2 separate regions of the Mus musculus genome follow, and region 1 is linked to region 2. The links are chromatin contacts, called in public Hi-C maps. All regions are on one chromosome and are shown on one strand. The core of a region is the stretch at or near the end of the contact, and the rest is flanking DNA. Distances in the headings are between cores, read along the strand shown.

Region 1 (6,949 bases), core at 1,294-3,793, 130 kb after region 2:
AGCTTTTTCTGTGGATTCCTGGGACCAAACTCAGGCCCTCAGCACCTCACCACCCGGGCTGTGCCCCCATCCCTGCTTTACTTTAATTTTTAAATTACGGTAAAATACATACATGACATTTACATGTGAACTACATCCCGGCACGCAGCTCAGTGGCATAAATTATGACACATATGTTGTCCAGCCTTAGCCGCCATCCAGCCCTAGGCCATGCACTCGTACTTCCTATTCTAAGATGAGGCAAGTCTCCTCTCCCAGCAGCCTGTGAGCTCCTGGAGGAGAGACCAGCCCAGAAGAGAAACTCAAAATCCGATGGCTGACTGAGCAAATGCAGAATGTCAATGTTAACAACCTCCTCTGGCAGATGAAGCTCAAGGGGCTAAGGGAACAACTCAGAGAGGACACTTGCTTAGCATGTACAAGGTTTAGATTCAGTTCCTGATAGCATAAAAAAGGAGAAAGTAGGTGATACTCAGAAGGTCCCAAGGCCAAGGAACAGAAAGTAGAAGCATGGTTGGAATGGACAAGGAAGTGTGAAAGGTGAAGTCCTTTCAAATAGAATCAAGCTCCACGCAGGTTCTGGAAGCTGGCTGGGACACCATAGAGCTCACCCTTCTGCTTAGACAGCAGCAGATACCAAAGCACACGGCCCGTGCTTCCACACTTTAACAGGAATACCGGAGGTCTCTGCTGAGAACGGCTTTCTTAGAACACAGCATGGCAAATGTCTTTGTCTATGAGATCCAACGGAAAGTGCAGAAGCCAGCAACTCGGATGCTGGGCTTGTCAATACTGGAGGACATTGCCGCTTGCCCAAAACGCACAAAGAGATGTTACTGGTGGGAGAGCGAAGACATTTACCCATTTGCTCAGCACCCGCACTACGTCTGAGCACTGAACCTGGCAGTGAAACGAGCAAGGAGCCAAGCAAACTGAATCTGAGAAATGACTGAGATCCACCAGCGGCCTGCCAATCAAGGCACCTGTGTCAGCAGAGCAAGACTCAGGCTTCAAGCCTGGCGTTACTTCCTTGTACATCAGGAAAGTGCCACCTGGTGCCCAGTGAGGGAACTGCTGGTTTAGGCACCCGTCTGAACCGGTGAGCAATGCCTGTGCTTACATACAAATGTACATGACTGTAAATGCTTATTTTAAACCACTTGTTAACTTTACTTAAAGCTGAAGGAAAGAAATTTCATTTCTGTCATAGAAAATACGTTCACAGCACACGTTAGGTAAGAACAAAACAGGCTGGGTACAGTGGCACATGCTTCTAATCTCAGGATTTCATCGGTGGAGGCACGAGGATAAGAGTTCAAGGTCAGCCTCAGCTATACAAGAAGTCTGAGGCCAAGCTGGGATCAAAAAGCAAAACCAAACCATACCAGTGTTTGACTCCATTCGTAAAGTGCTGGTTGTCCCGTAAAGTCCCAGTTTTCCATAAAGAAAGATGATAATTCATTCATAAAAATAAACAATTCGGGCTGGCGAGGTGGCTCAGTGGGTAAGAGCACCCGACTGCTCTTCCAAAGGTCCAGAGTTCAAATCCCAGCAACCACATGGTGGCTCACAACCATCTGTAACAAGAACTGACTCCCTCTTCTGGTGTGTCTGAAGACAGCTACAGTGTACTTACATATAATAAATAAATCTTTAAAAAAAAAAAAACAGTTCACTTCAATAAATAGCTTTCTTTTAAGTTTTATTTGTGTGTATGTGGAGGTGTCCTTGGGAGCCAGAAGGGTCTGTGACCCCGAGAGCTGGAGTTGCAGATACTGTGAGCCACCTAACTGAGTGCTAGGAATCAAACTCAGGTCCTGTGCAAGAGCAGCAAGTGCTGCCAGAGGCTGGGTTTCTTCTCCAGCCCCAGAAGGAAACAGCAGCTCCTGACTTCCTGCACACACACACACACACACACACACGCACGCACGCACGCGTGCGCGCAGCGTGAACAGCGTGAGCTGGGGCTGAGCCTGCAGACCCTCACAGAAACTTAAGTGCAGGTTTGGCTTTGTTCGCTTCCCTCTGACTCACTTCATTGACCGGAATGCTCTGGCCTTTCTCCACTTAGTAGAAACCATTCATATTTTGTGACCACCATGGGAACAGGCCAACATCATGAAAAGGAGGGGCCGTAGAGGGGCAGTGTTCAGCGGTGAAGGACACGTGTTCCTCTTGAAGAGGACCTGGGTTCAATTTCCAGCACCCACATGGTGTTTGAGAATCAACTGTAACTCCAGTCCCAGGGAATCTGGCATGCTCTTCTGGCATCTGCCGCGCACAAAGCACTCATAAAATAATAAAAGTAAAGAATAAAATAAAAAATAATGAAACATGCATGGCTGAACAAGTTTGTATTCCAATTGAAGCATAGAGAATTTCAGTTCAATCGCTACTGTCTAAAAAAAGAGGAAGGAAGGAAGGAAGGAAGGAAGGCAGGCAGGCAGGAAGGAGGCAGGGCAGGCAGGCAGGCAGGCAGAGAATGATCACTTTGAACTACTCTAGAGATAAAGCGCAGCAGCAGTGTCAGGATACAGCAGTGAGAGCTGTTGTGGGTTGCCCTGGGCCTGTTTGTACTCTGATAATTCTGCTTCCTCAAGAGGGGCCGCCCTGACAGGAGTGGATCACATACTCACGTGATTTCATGTGAATCTTCTCCCCCCTCCCCCAATCGAACTGGTCAATAAAGACTAGAGCCTGTGTCTGGATAGTGGAAGGGAAAGGTGGGACTGGAGGTCAGAGAGAATGAGGGACAGAGAGAGAAGGATGGAGGAAGAGGAGGTGGGAGGAAGATGGAGCAGAACCACGTGGCTTGGAGAAGCTGAAGGTAGCAAGGGGTCTCCTAGCTGGGGTAGAGAGTAGAGTGGTGGTAGAGCTGCCCAATCTAGGCGTATGGCTTATACATATAATCACTGGGCTGTGGGTTTTTTACACGGAGTTAGTGGGGTTAGAAGTATTTTTGCAAAGACACAATCACTCAGTCTACACTTAGCTCTTTTCCTTTCTTTCCTTTCCTTTTCATTTGTTTGAGGCAGTCTCCCCTGCCTCAACTTCACCTTTATTGTTTGTGTGTAGTTTTCTTGGGTTGTTTTTTTTGGGGGGGGGCGCGGGCGGGGAGGTGGTAGATCTCACTATGTAGCCTTGGCTGTCCTGGAACTCACTATGTAGCCTTGGCATCAGCCTCAAACTCACAAAGCTTTGCCTGTGGCTGACTCGGGAGTACTGGGATTAGAGAATTGTGTCATCACATCCCCTTCCTTCCTTCCTCCCTCCTTCCCTGCCCCCCTTCCTTTCAACAGTGTTTCTCTGTGTAGCCTGGCTGTCCTAGAAAGTGCTCTGCAGGCCACGCTGACTTTGAACTCACAGCCATCCTCCTGCCTCATGGGCCCTATGATTAAAGGTGATGCCACTGTTGCCCAGCTCATCATTTTTTAAAACTTTCTTTTGTTCATGTTTCTAGAACCATCAACTACTCCGTTAACATCTTATATAAACAGAAGTTATGAAAGCCAGGAAGCTGTACAAATCTTTAAATTTCATTTTCCCCACTAATATCCTTACTCAAATTTCATATTACCCCCTAGCCTCACATAATCAAAAAATGTGAACATACAGAAACGTTTAAGGAATTCTGTAGTGGTGATCAGAGCATCACCTGAAATCCACGCTTACAGCACACGAGTCGGGCATGGGGGCGCACGCCTTTAATCCCAGCACCAGGGAGGCAGAGGTGCGTGGATTTCTGAGTTTGAGGTCAGCCTGGTCTACAAAGTGAGTTCTAGGACAACCAGGGCTACACAGAGAAACCCTGTCTCAAAAAACAAAACAAAACAAAACAAACAAACAAAAAACCTGTATGCTACAGCCCAGCTCGGTGGTATTCCCTGTAATCCCAGCGCTTGAGAGATGGAGGCAGGAGGATCAGGAGTTCAAGGCTACACAGTAATCTTAGGGCCAACCTGGGCTACTTGAGAGGAGGAAAAAAAAAAACAGCAGTATGTTTGCTACTGTGTTCTGCCCTTTACAGTGTACTATTTTCAATAAATTAAATAATTTTTAGAACTCATGTTCCACTTTTATTTGACGCCTGATTCTCTTCTGCTCTCTCACTATTTCTAATCTCTCAGCTGCAAACACAGGGAAGCTTTGCAGGGACTGCCTTAGGCTAGCGAAGCTTTGGAATGCCGCCCTCCCCCAGGAGCTTCTCAGGGGAGACCAGCTTAGTCTCCACTTGAAAACTTGGGTGAGAATACGGACTGCTCTGAGCAGCCATATCCTTGAAATAGACTACGTGCCTGCTGCAGAGTGGAATAACTGCTCTGTGTCAGCTGCAGGAAACCCCTTTCCCCTCATTTCCCGCCATACTAAGGGGCTGATCAGCAATTTAAGAAGATGTGGTCACCAAAGCAACAAGATGCAAAAACTTCTTCGCCCAAAACTATGAAGGTGACCCCCAACCAAGTGTCGCAGAATGACTTTGAGCACAAAAATGCTGTGTTTAGATTTGGCTACCAAAGCAATTCACCAAGAAAGCAATCCCTATTAGTGTACTAATTACATTGCAAGGTCTCCTCGCACTAAGGACAGGACCAATGTCATGGCCATATGACATCATCCCTAATGTTGACTTTTTCCAAAATATGTAATTAAGCAATTATCCAATTAGGCAATTCTCTGTAAGCATAATAGGTAACCAGCATGTGAAAGCAGCCGATCTCAGAGCGGGCAAACACAGACTCCTGTGCGTTGTGCTTAATGATATCCAGTGCAAGCAACTTCTTTCTTCTTGGGTTTGCCTTCTGACTCAGCACTGCTCTGACTCTGCTCAGGTGATAAACTCACTCACTGGATTCAGGCCCTATGGGAAGACGCCTCCCTTCTCAGCAGACTGAAGCACCACCTTGGCCTCCCATGGCTGTAAAAGACTGCCCTGCAGAAGGTGGGCTGCTTTTAATTACAAGAGCTTCTGGACTAAGAGCAACTAACTTCAGGTGGAGATGAGAGGGGAAAGCAGTCTTCTCTTCCTTCCAGGGACTGGGGAGTACTGAGGAATGGTTGGAACCACTGCTCTTCCTCCACACACACTTCCTGACTCTCAGCAGGAGACTAATAGTAACACAGCTCACAAACAAAAGTCTGCTTTCTTTTTTTTGTTGTTTTTTGTTTTTTTGAGACAGGAAAGAGGCTGAAATGGCCGGGTATGGTGGCCCACGCCTTTAATCCCAGCACTTGGGAGGCAGAGGCAGGCGGATTTCTGAGTTCGAGGCCAGCCTGGTCTACAGAGTGAGTTCCAGGACAGCCAGGGCTACACAGAGAAACCCTGTCTTGGGGGGGGGGGGGTTGGGGGGGAGGGCTGAAATGCCTGACACTGTACATGAAGCCTACGCTCAGAGAGGCAAGTACCAGGGCCAGCTGAGACAGGATATTAAAATCACACACACACACACACACACACACACACACACACACACACACACACACACACTTTTTCCAAAGAAACATTTGAAGGTGCCAGCTTCCAGCTTTTTAAAAACAGAGACATTTCTTTTTGTCCAATTACTAACAAAGGCAGTGGAACCAAAATATTCTCCGTCTCCATCTCAAAAACACACAAGAAATTAAAACCCAAGATGGCCTTCACCTTGGGAGACTCCAGGTTGGCTTTCTGAGTCCCACTGAAATGATGACTTTAAAGCTCCTGCTGTGAGAGCCGAGATAAATTATAAGAGTTGCAAGGTCTCCAGAGTGCCTGAGAGAAAAGATACTCTGAGGCTCCTAGGATCAAAATCTCATCTCTAGCTCCAGAAAAGAGAAGCTGTATGAAACCAGCAACAGTTAATTCTGTAAGCCTATTACTGTGCCTGGCCAGTGCGTCTGGAAATGCAGCCGTTGGAAGAAAGCCATTACTCAGTCAGAAACTATGAGATGTATTTTCTCTAGCTGCTCCTGAAATTCAGATATCCTACTTAAGGAGAGCAATGGCACAAAATAAAGTCACAGTATACACAGCAGATGCAGTATACACAGTATATATAGTATACACAGAATACAGTCTATACAACTACATAGTATATAGTATACACAACATACACTGCACACACAATATAAACAGTATACACAGCATACATAACATACACAATGACACTGCATACACAGTATACACAATACACACAGTATACACGAATACACAGTATACAGTATATACACTATACACACATACAGAATACACCGTATACACAGCATATACAATATACACAACATGCATAGCATACAGTATACACTGCATATACTGTATAAACAGTATGTCTCCTAGACTTTTCTAAGTTATTAAAACAAAGACATGTGAAAACTGATGAAAATCAACCCTGAAGCTAATATAACAAGACGTCACTGACTTTGTCCCGCAGAGCTCCTGAGCCTCTTGAAACCTCTGACTGCCCTTCTGACAGCCTCAAGAGCAAGGAGCAGCTACGTTAAATCAACTAGCTGGATTACTTTCTTTGGCTTTTATAAAAGTCTAAGATGCTTTAAGTCATGTACACTGAAATCTAGTAGCTACAATTGCACCTTCTCGATAGTACAGGTCAGAGACAAAATCTAGACCTCCCAACCCATCAAGTTCAGGGCATGTGGGCTCCCCACACCCTGAGCTCTCCCTGTCCTTCCTGAGGGCTCTGCTTTTCTCTGTCCTCACCACCTCCCGGTCCTGACCCCTTGAGCCACACGCTTCAATGCCACCAATGCTTTTCCATGCAAGCTTTTCTCCACGGCTCTGCTTCTCTGACTGACTCCTTGCCTGCCAGTAGGATGCCAAGCTTCAGCTCCACGGCAGGTCATGCCTGCAATCTTGTAATCCCTACTTCTGAGGCAGAAGCTAGAGAGTTGACAGTTTGAGGCCAGTCTGCTCTACTTAAGGAGATCCTGTCTAAAACAAACAGACAATCAAAGG
Region 2 (7,441 bases), core at 1,820-4,319:
GGTTGCAGCCCTGGTGGATTGTCCGGGCCAGAGGACAGCAATCATGGAAAGGCCCTCTGTGCCAGCCATGTAGGACCCGCTCCCCCATCCCCCACCCCGACCTTCCACAGAGTAAAGTCCATGGTCTGAGCTCTGAGAGGCTCAGCCTTAGATGGAGGACGAGGGTACCGTCCCCTGTAGAGGGTTTAGAAGGTGAGAGTCTAGGACTCTGTGGGGCTACAAAGCATGCATACCTCAGGTCCTCCAAGACCTGCCCAATGCCTGCCTGCTTCCTGGGTTGGTGGCAGGTGGCCCAGAGAGAAAGGAAATTACCTAGGACGGCCTATCTGGCTTCAGGAGAGGCAAAGTGCTAACTGACCTGAGGCCAGGGAGTAAAGGCAAATCCCCAGCCTCAGCTTCTCCCCAACCCTGCCTTGTCCGCTTCCACCGCTCTTCTTGCCCAAGGGGCTTCAGCAGTAAGGAGATTTTAGTGACTCCCTGGAGGAACCAGGCAGGGAGAGGCCAAGAGATGGTTGGGGTGCCCCAGTATCCTCCTGCTGACTTAGTGACCCCGAGGAAGCCTGTTGCTCGGCCCCCAAGCTTCTCGCCCATGCAGCTTTCAGAGGTCCTACTGTGTGCCTGCGCTCTGGGGGTGTGAATCAGGCTGCAGCTTTCAGAGTTCCTACTGTGTGCCTGAGCTCTGGGGGTGTGAATCAGGCAGACCTGAACACAACACCCTGCAGGAGTCACACTCCCTCCGGGCCGCAGGGAAGTGTGAGTGCCAGTGAAGAGAATTGTCTGACTAAGTCTGTGGCCGCGATGGGTCTGGTCCTTCTTACGAGTACTCAGTACATAGCCAAGGTTGGCCTGGCTCGGTCATCCTGCCTCCTCCTCCTCCTCTTCTTCCTCCTTCTGAGGTATTGAGTCCATAGGCATATGCTACCACATTTGGGTTTACTTATTTAATTTTTTTTTTTTTTACCTTAAAAAGACAAACAACAGTAGGGCAGTGGTGGCGCCCCCGCCTTTTATCCCAGCACTCGGGAGGCAGAGGCAGGAGCATTTCTGTGAGTTTGAGGCCAGCCTGGTCTACAGAGTGAGTTCTACACAGAGAAACCCTGTCTCAAACAAACAAACAAACAAACAAAATAAAAAATACTCTTCCCCTCCCCCAAACAACAAGAACCCACAACAACTAAGTCTTATTCTATATCCCAGGCTGGCCTGGAACATACTGTGTTGTCCAGGCTGGACTACCAAGTTCTGGATTACTGGTGTGGGACATGGGTTCTTTAATATCTTCAGCACAGGTTTTGTTCTGCTTCTATGAGACAGGCTCTCACTATGTACCCTTGGCTAGCTCAGACTCACTATATAGCCCAGGCTAGCCTCAAATTCATAGAGATTGCCTGCCTGAGCCTTGAGTGCTAGGATTAAAGTTGGCCTGTGCCACCATGTCTGGCGCTGAGCACAAAGGTCTCCTAGGTACTTAAAGAATTAAGCCATGGGAAGCAGCCAGCTCAGTGCCTTGGAGTCAGCACCCAGTATGTATCATTTTATTTTTATGTGTACGGATGTTTTGCCTAAATGTATGTCTGTGTATCATGTGTGCGTCTGATGCCTGTGGAGACCAGAACAGGATTCCCTGGACCTGAAGATGAATGTAGAAGCTGGGAATTGATCAGAGGTCCTCTGGAATAGCCAGTGCTCTTAGCCATTAAGCCATCTCTCCAGGCCCCAATCTCACTGTGTGGCCCTAGCTGGCCTAGCCTCCAACACACAGATCCGCTAGTCTCTGCCTCTGTCTGGAGTGCTGAGATTAAAGGCAACGTGTTAATTTTTATTGTACGGAAGCGAGCACTTTCAAGGTAGGGATGCCAGTGTTTTGCTGGCTAGGGCATTCCCAGAGGCTAGGGCAGTCTGGGCATAAAGAAGAGCTCAAGGAGTTGACACCTCTGAGGGGAACAAGGAGCCCTCAGCAGGACGTGTGAATGAAGTTACAGGAGTCTGGGACTGGGACCAGGACGCTTCTGGGACTCCAGGGAGAGCCCAGCCTCAGGTTGGGCCTCCTGACAGAGATGCTTCTGCTGGGAGCTATGCACCCCACCCTGGGCTGGGCGCAGTGCCTCAGGGAGACAGGTCACTGCAGTGAGAGTCTTAAGCACTGTCTTTCCTGTTGGCCCAGATGCCCAGCCTCTGGGTTGGCACCCTGATCACTGTCGAGGTAATGGGTACCTGGATCTTTGCCTTTCATCTACACTCTTATCTTGACACCTCTGCACCCCGACCGACACCTGAATCCAGGCAGGCTGCCATCTCCTAGAGAGGGCTTGGGGCCAGTGAGTGGGATGAACGTGGTCAGTTCTCTCTGCAGAGAGCCACTGATCAGAGCATGGCACCACCACCTCCTGTCACCCCCATGAGAAAGGCCTCCTGACTCTTGAAGGAGACAGACAAGACCCAGGGTTGGGACCTGGGGGGAAAGTGGTTTAGGTGGGGTGTACTCCAGCTCAGAAAGCCCTCTCTCTCTTGAGCCTCTTACTCCTGCCCACCCTGAATCCACACTCACTCCAAGATTTAGCCAACCCAAGTGCACCATCAGGGTTGCGTGCCAAAACAGGGAGCCAGATTCTGCTGGTCCCAGCCATCCCGTCCCGCACCTCTGAAAGGGCACCCTTCCCCTGTGCCCCCCAACATCCCTCATCCGCAGGAGAATGTGGGTGGCAGCAGGCTATCCATCCCTTGCTCAACCTGGGCCACAGGCAGGAGAGAGGCCCTTGGGCCCTTAGCCTAAGGACACCAAATGCCAGAACTGAGCTCTGCCGCCAACAGGTAGTTGGAACATACCTGGGCCCTGCACCACCCTGATCCCAGCACCGCTACCCAGGGCCCCACTCACCGATTGTGCTTGTTGGGGGAGCCCTTAGGGGACCCCTTGGCTGGGGAGCCCTTGGGGGACCCCTTCCCCTGGGAGCCTTTGCTCAGCCCCTTGAACATGGTGGTGAAGCAGGTGCCGGCTCAGGCTGGGCTCTCCTGGGAGGAGGGCGGCGGGAAGGCGACGCGCGTCCTCGCTGGCTACTAGCCGGGCTCTGGGGAGGTGGGGCGGCGGTCGGGGAAGGCAGTTTCTGGGAGGCTCCTCCCTGCAGGTGCGGTGTCTCTGCCAGGCCCGGCCCGCGCATGCCCCAGCGCCCGCCCCGACGTGCGCAGCCAGCTCCTGCACAACCAGTCTGGGAGGAGAGGGCACAGCCCAGGGGCGGGGCGCCCGTACGACTCCCACGGAGGTTTGGACTTGTTACACCCACATGCCCAGCCAGAGAGCGGGGATCACACCCAGGTGGGGAAGTGGCCAGGCTGGAGCATAGCGAGACAGACTGACTCAAGCACTTGTTCAGGTCCTGGCTCAGCGGGTCCTAGAGCTGGGGTTAGCCAACCTCAAAGGCTCTTGCACAGAGGTCCACTATCAACCGGGCCCCCACCCATAGCTCGGCCTGCCAGGAGAGGTGGAGAAGTGGAGAGGTGGGGCCACCCGGGCCTTGCTCTGTCTCCCACGGAGTGCTAGTAGACATTCACATCAGACAGCTATCTTTTTTTTTTCTTTTAAGCTTGAGAGAGGCTTTTGCTCTGTAACCCAAGCTGGCAACCAACCTCCCCGCCTCAGCCTCCCAAGTGCTGTCATTACAGGTGGGAACCACCATAACTGCTCTCAAATCTATTTTTAAAATGCGGGTGCCACCCAGCTGGTTCTCCATGTTCAGATAGGAACTCAGACTAGCTTCTGAGAGGCCAGGCTACCCAATGCATACCTTCTCAAGTCACGACCAGAATTGATCAGCCCTGTAGAGGAGCCGCAGGTCTCTGAAGTCCACAAGTACCCTGCTTGTTACTTTGTCTGGTTTCCAGGTAGAAAAGCCACTGACTAGTCCTTGTGGTTTCTACCAAGTCAGACAGACTGTCTGATGATCACATTGTCTTAAGATTTAGTGGCATGGGGCTGGAGAGATGGCTCAGTGGTTAAGAGCACTGACTGCTCTTCCAAAGGTCTTAAGTTCAATTCCCAGCAACCACATGGTGGCTCACAACCATCTGTAAAGGGATCTGATGCTCTCTTCGGGTGTGTCTGGAAACAACTATAGTGTACTCATATAAATAAATCTTAAAAAAAAAGGGGGGGGGCTGGTGAGATGGCTCAGTGGGTAAGAGCACCCGACTGCTCTTCCGAAGGTCCAGAGTTCAAATCCCAGCAACCACATGGTAGCTCACAACCATCCGCAACAAGATCTGACTCCCTCTTCTGGAGTGTCTGAAGACAGCTACAGTGTACTGTATATATTAGTAAAATAAATCTTTAAAAAAAAAAAAGATTTAGTGGCTTGTCTCTCACATCTGACGCCAAGTCAACTCCTATTTCTAGCAGGGCCTCGGTGCAACAGAAGAGGCCCAGCCGTCTTTTGGCTGCATCTCACCAAGAAGCTACTGATCATGGCCACTGAAGTAGAGAGAAGATTCCATTTTCAGCTCCTGAAAGAGGTTGCTAGTAGCAAAGGGAGCCGAAGAAGGCGGAGGGAGGACCTGGCAGAGCCAACAGCCACAGGAAACACAGTGGCCTACGATGCCCACTGCTCCAGGCACAAAATGATTAGTGAGATGTCATCAAGGGTGCAAACCACTCAGCCTTTGTCCCAGCCCTCCCCCATTTCAATCCCGGTGACAATTTCCTTCTAAACACTAATGTCACGCCTGCAATCAGCTCTCCTCCCAAGGGGCTATTTAAGTGACTGCATAGCCCAGAGGTCCGCACTAACTACCACCTTCCCCCCCAGCCTGGGTGTCCACACAGCTGTCTTCACCTTTGAGACAGGGCACTTCCCGGGAGGCAGTAGCTGTGGGAGGTGGGGTGGAGTGGTGGAAGGTACTCAGACAGCAGCTGGTCTGAGCCATAGGGCTCCAACTCCTTTCCAGAAGCCCTCCAGGCAGAGACCAGCACTGTGGTGGCCGAGCACAGCTCCCAGGCTCAAGGGCTAATTGACTCACTGCAAGAAAAAAACAAGAGCTGACCTCCTGGTGTGACTGTCCACTGTCCGAGGAAATCAAATCAGCTCCCAGCGGAGGGCTGGCCAGCTGCAGGCAGGAAGGCTCCCGGCTCTGATCCGCCTCGTTGTGGCTGCTCCACATCTGAACATGCCTAAACCAAAGTGAGATGTATACTCCAGGTTCAACATTTATACTGTCTCTCAAAGGCTTTCCATGGAAAAGGACAAAATGTCGAGCTCTTTCCCAACATTAATGATACGTCGCAATGATGCTTTAAATATATTGAGTTAAATATATTAATCCTCCCCACATCACACCCCACCTTTTAAAATGGTTTTTTATTTTGGCTTTTACTATTGGGGATGAAGCACAATTCGGTAGAGGGCCAGCCTAGTGTTCATGAGGCCCTGGGTTCGATATCCAGAGCTGCATAACCCCAGTGTTGTGATCCTTCCAATTCAAGACTGGATCGGTAGAGGCAGGAAGATCAGTAGTTCAAGGCCACCTCTGCCTATTTATTAAGTTTGAGACCAGCCAGAGCAATAGGAGGCCCTGTCTTAAAAAGAAATAAATAAGCATAAATAAATAAATAAATAAATAAATAAATAGGGGGCTGGAGAGATGGCTCAGCAGTTAAGAGCACTGGCTGTTCTTGCCAAGGACCCAGGTTCAATCCCTAGAACCCACGTGGTGGCTCACAGCCCTCCGTGACTCTAGTTCCAGGGGATCTGACACCGTCTTCCACCCTGAGCCTTGCATGCCTGGTGTGCACAGGAAAGGATGTAGCAAGACACTCACATAGAATTTAAAAATAAAATTTAAAATAAGTAAGTCGGCCGAGCAGTGGTGGTGCACAACTTGAATCCCAGCACTCAGGAGGCAGAGGCAGGCAGATTTCTGAGTTCGAGGCCAGCCTGGTCTACAAAGTGAGTTCCAGGACAGCCAGGGCTACACAGAGAAACCCTGTCTCGAAAAACCAAAAAAAAAAAAAAAAAAAAAAAAAAAAAAAGAAAGAAAAAAAACCAACCAAAAACCAAAACCAACCAAACAAAAACCAAACAAACAAATGAATAAACAAACAAGCAAACAAATAAAGTAAGTAGCTCTGTGGCTCCTCACAGGTGAAGCTTGTGTCCATAGCTCATGCTGCATCTCTCTGACATACGGGTGGGTGGCTGACCGTGCTTGCTATTCCAGAACCTGAGGGAAGGATCAGAAGTTCAAAGTCATCTTCATGATTGAAGTCCACGAGGCTGTCACAAAACAAAACTCTATGGCACAAGCCAGTAATGGTGATGCATTCCTATAATTCCGCCATTTGGGAGGCAGAGGCAAGAGGACTGACGCAGAATTGGATGCCAAGACCCTGTCTAAAACAGAGAAAGAAACAACCAGAGACTTAGTTAGTCTTAGTAGCCTAGCTCTGACCTACCAGTTGAACAGGGTAGACCCCAGGGGCCCACCTACAGCCCTGTGGGACATGGTGGGACATGGTGGGACATAGTGGGACATGGTGGGACATGGTGGGACATGGTTTCTGGTCCTCCCTGCCCCTTGCCCTGCTTCCTCCTCTGTGGATCCAGGCGTTTGGAAGCAGCTGAGTTTCCCAGTCCCTTTCTTCCCCTGTGACTTCAGTGGCAGGGCGTTCATGTCCCTAATCTGCAACTCCAGGCTGAGGTGGGCAGCTCATGTGGATCCATAGTGGGCTCTGAGGAGGGCCGAGCAGACTGAGAACCATGCAGCACAGCTAAGTACAAGACCAGCTAGGCCCCTGGGGAGCACTTGGTAAACACGCCAGGCCTCAAGCCTCCCCTAGCTCAGGAGCCCCTTCAGCGGGCCACGGCCCCTGGGAGCAGATGGTGGCAATTAATTCTCTTTCCCTGGAAGCAGGAAATTGCCCTTGGTTTGCACATAACCCGCCGCCTGACCCTTGGACAGCCCGAATGCCCTTTCTTTCTTTGTGCTCTCTGCCCAACGAAGCCATCCACCGACCAGGCCTAGAGAGTGCAGCTAGGTGGGGGAGTTAGAGAAGCCTCCTTCCTTCAGTGAGACACACAAGATTGGGCTGCAGGCATCCGCATGGCTGCCTGGGGGAGGCTCTTTTGGTGGTGTGTCTATAAAATGGAATGTCGGAGGCATCAAAGGAGGCACAGCCCACCTGACCGGGGCATCCCAAGTGTGTGGAGGGCAAGCTGGATGCTGCTCTTCCTTTGGGGCCTTCTACACCAAGGGACTGGAAGCAGAGTTTAAAACCTAACCAGAGCTGCCAAGGCTCTGATCACAGCACTCGGGAGACGAACCCACGGTGGAAGAACGAACCTTGAAAGTTGTTCTCTGACCTCCACACCCACAGCATGTGCACACCCCTCCTCCAGGAAGAGTAAATTAAATATGTCATATAAAGTTGTTGTTTGCTTGTCTTTTTGTTTCG

The links. A called contact is a pair of places that touch in the nucleus more often than the background predicts.
Region 1: a contact with region 2 is called in a Hi-C map of bone marrow-derived macrophages, with 35 read pairs. The contact joins the enhancer-like site here to the promoter of Evpl in region 2. A contact is called at or near these places in 4 of 39 promoter capture datasets (the C10 cell line, hematopoietic stem and progenitor cells and liver), 1 of 15 datasets of contacts at CTCF or cohesin (pro-B cells), 27 of 484 Hi-C or Micro-C datasets (the AML12 cell line, CD8 T cells, the HL-1 cell line and 17 more), 4 of 115 datasets of contacts at active chromatin or transcription factors (bone marrow-derived dendritic cells, double positive thymocytes, embryonic stem cells and 1 more) and 3 of 9 other capture datasets (adipose tissue, embryonic stem cells and liver).

What each region holds. Positions count from the first base shown.
Region 1 is chr11:116,367,263-116,374,211 of GRCm38.p6, forward strand. The region is part of intron 2 of Rnf157 (ring finger protein 157); the gene reads right to left. Among named protein-coding and RNA genes, the nearest start is that of Foxj1, 35 kb to the left of the region's middle. Within about 2 kb of position 2,544, at least 59 of the 459 cell types and tissues checked have an H3K27ac peak or open chromatin away from gene starts, as enhancers often do. A contact at or near this core is called in CD8 T cells, bone marrow-derived macrophages, double positive thymocytes and 2 more, where this site is marked.
Region 2 is chr11:116,235,022-116,242,462 of GRCm38.p6, forward strand. It overlaps Evpl (envoplakin), which reads right to left and starts at 3,070. Exons shown (of 22, transcript NM_025276.3): 1 at 2,879-3,070; 2 at 1-10. The coding sequence starts at 2,976. Gm33250 (a long non-coding RNA gene) reads left to right here. Exons shown (of 8, transcript XR_389161.4): 8 at 3,126-3,205.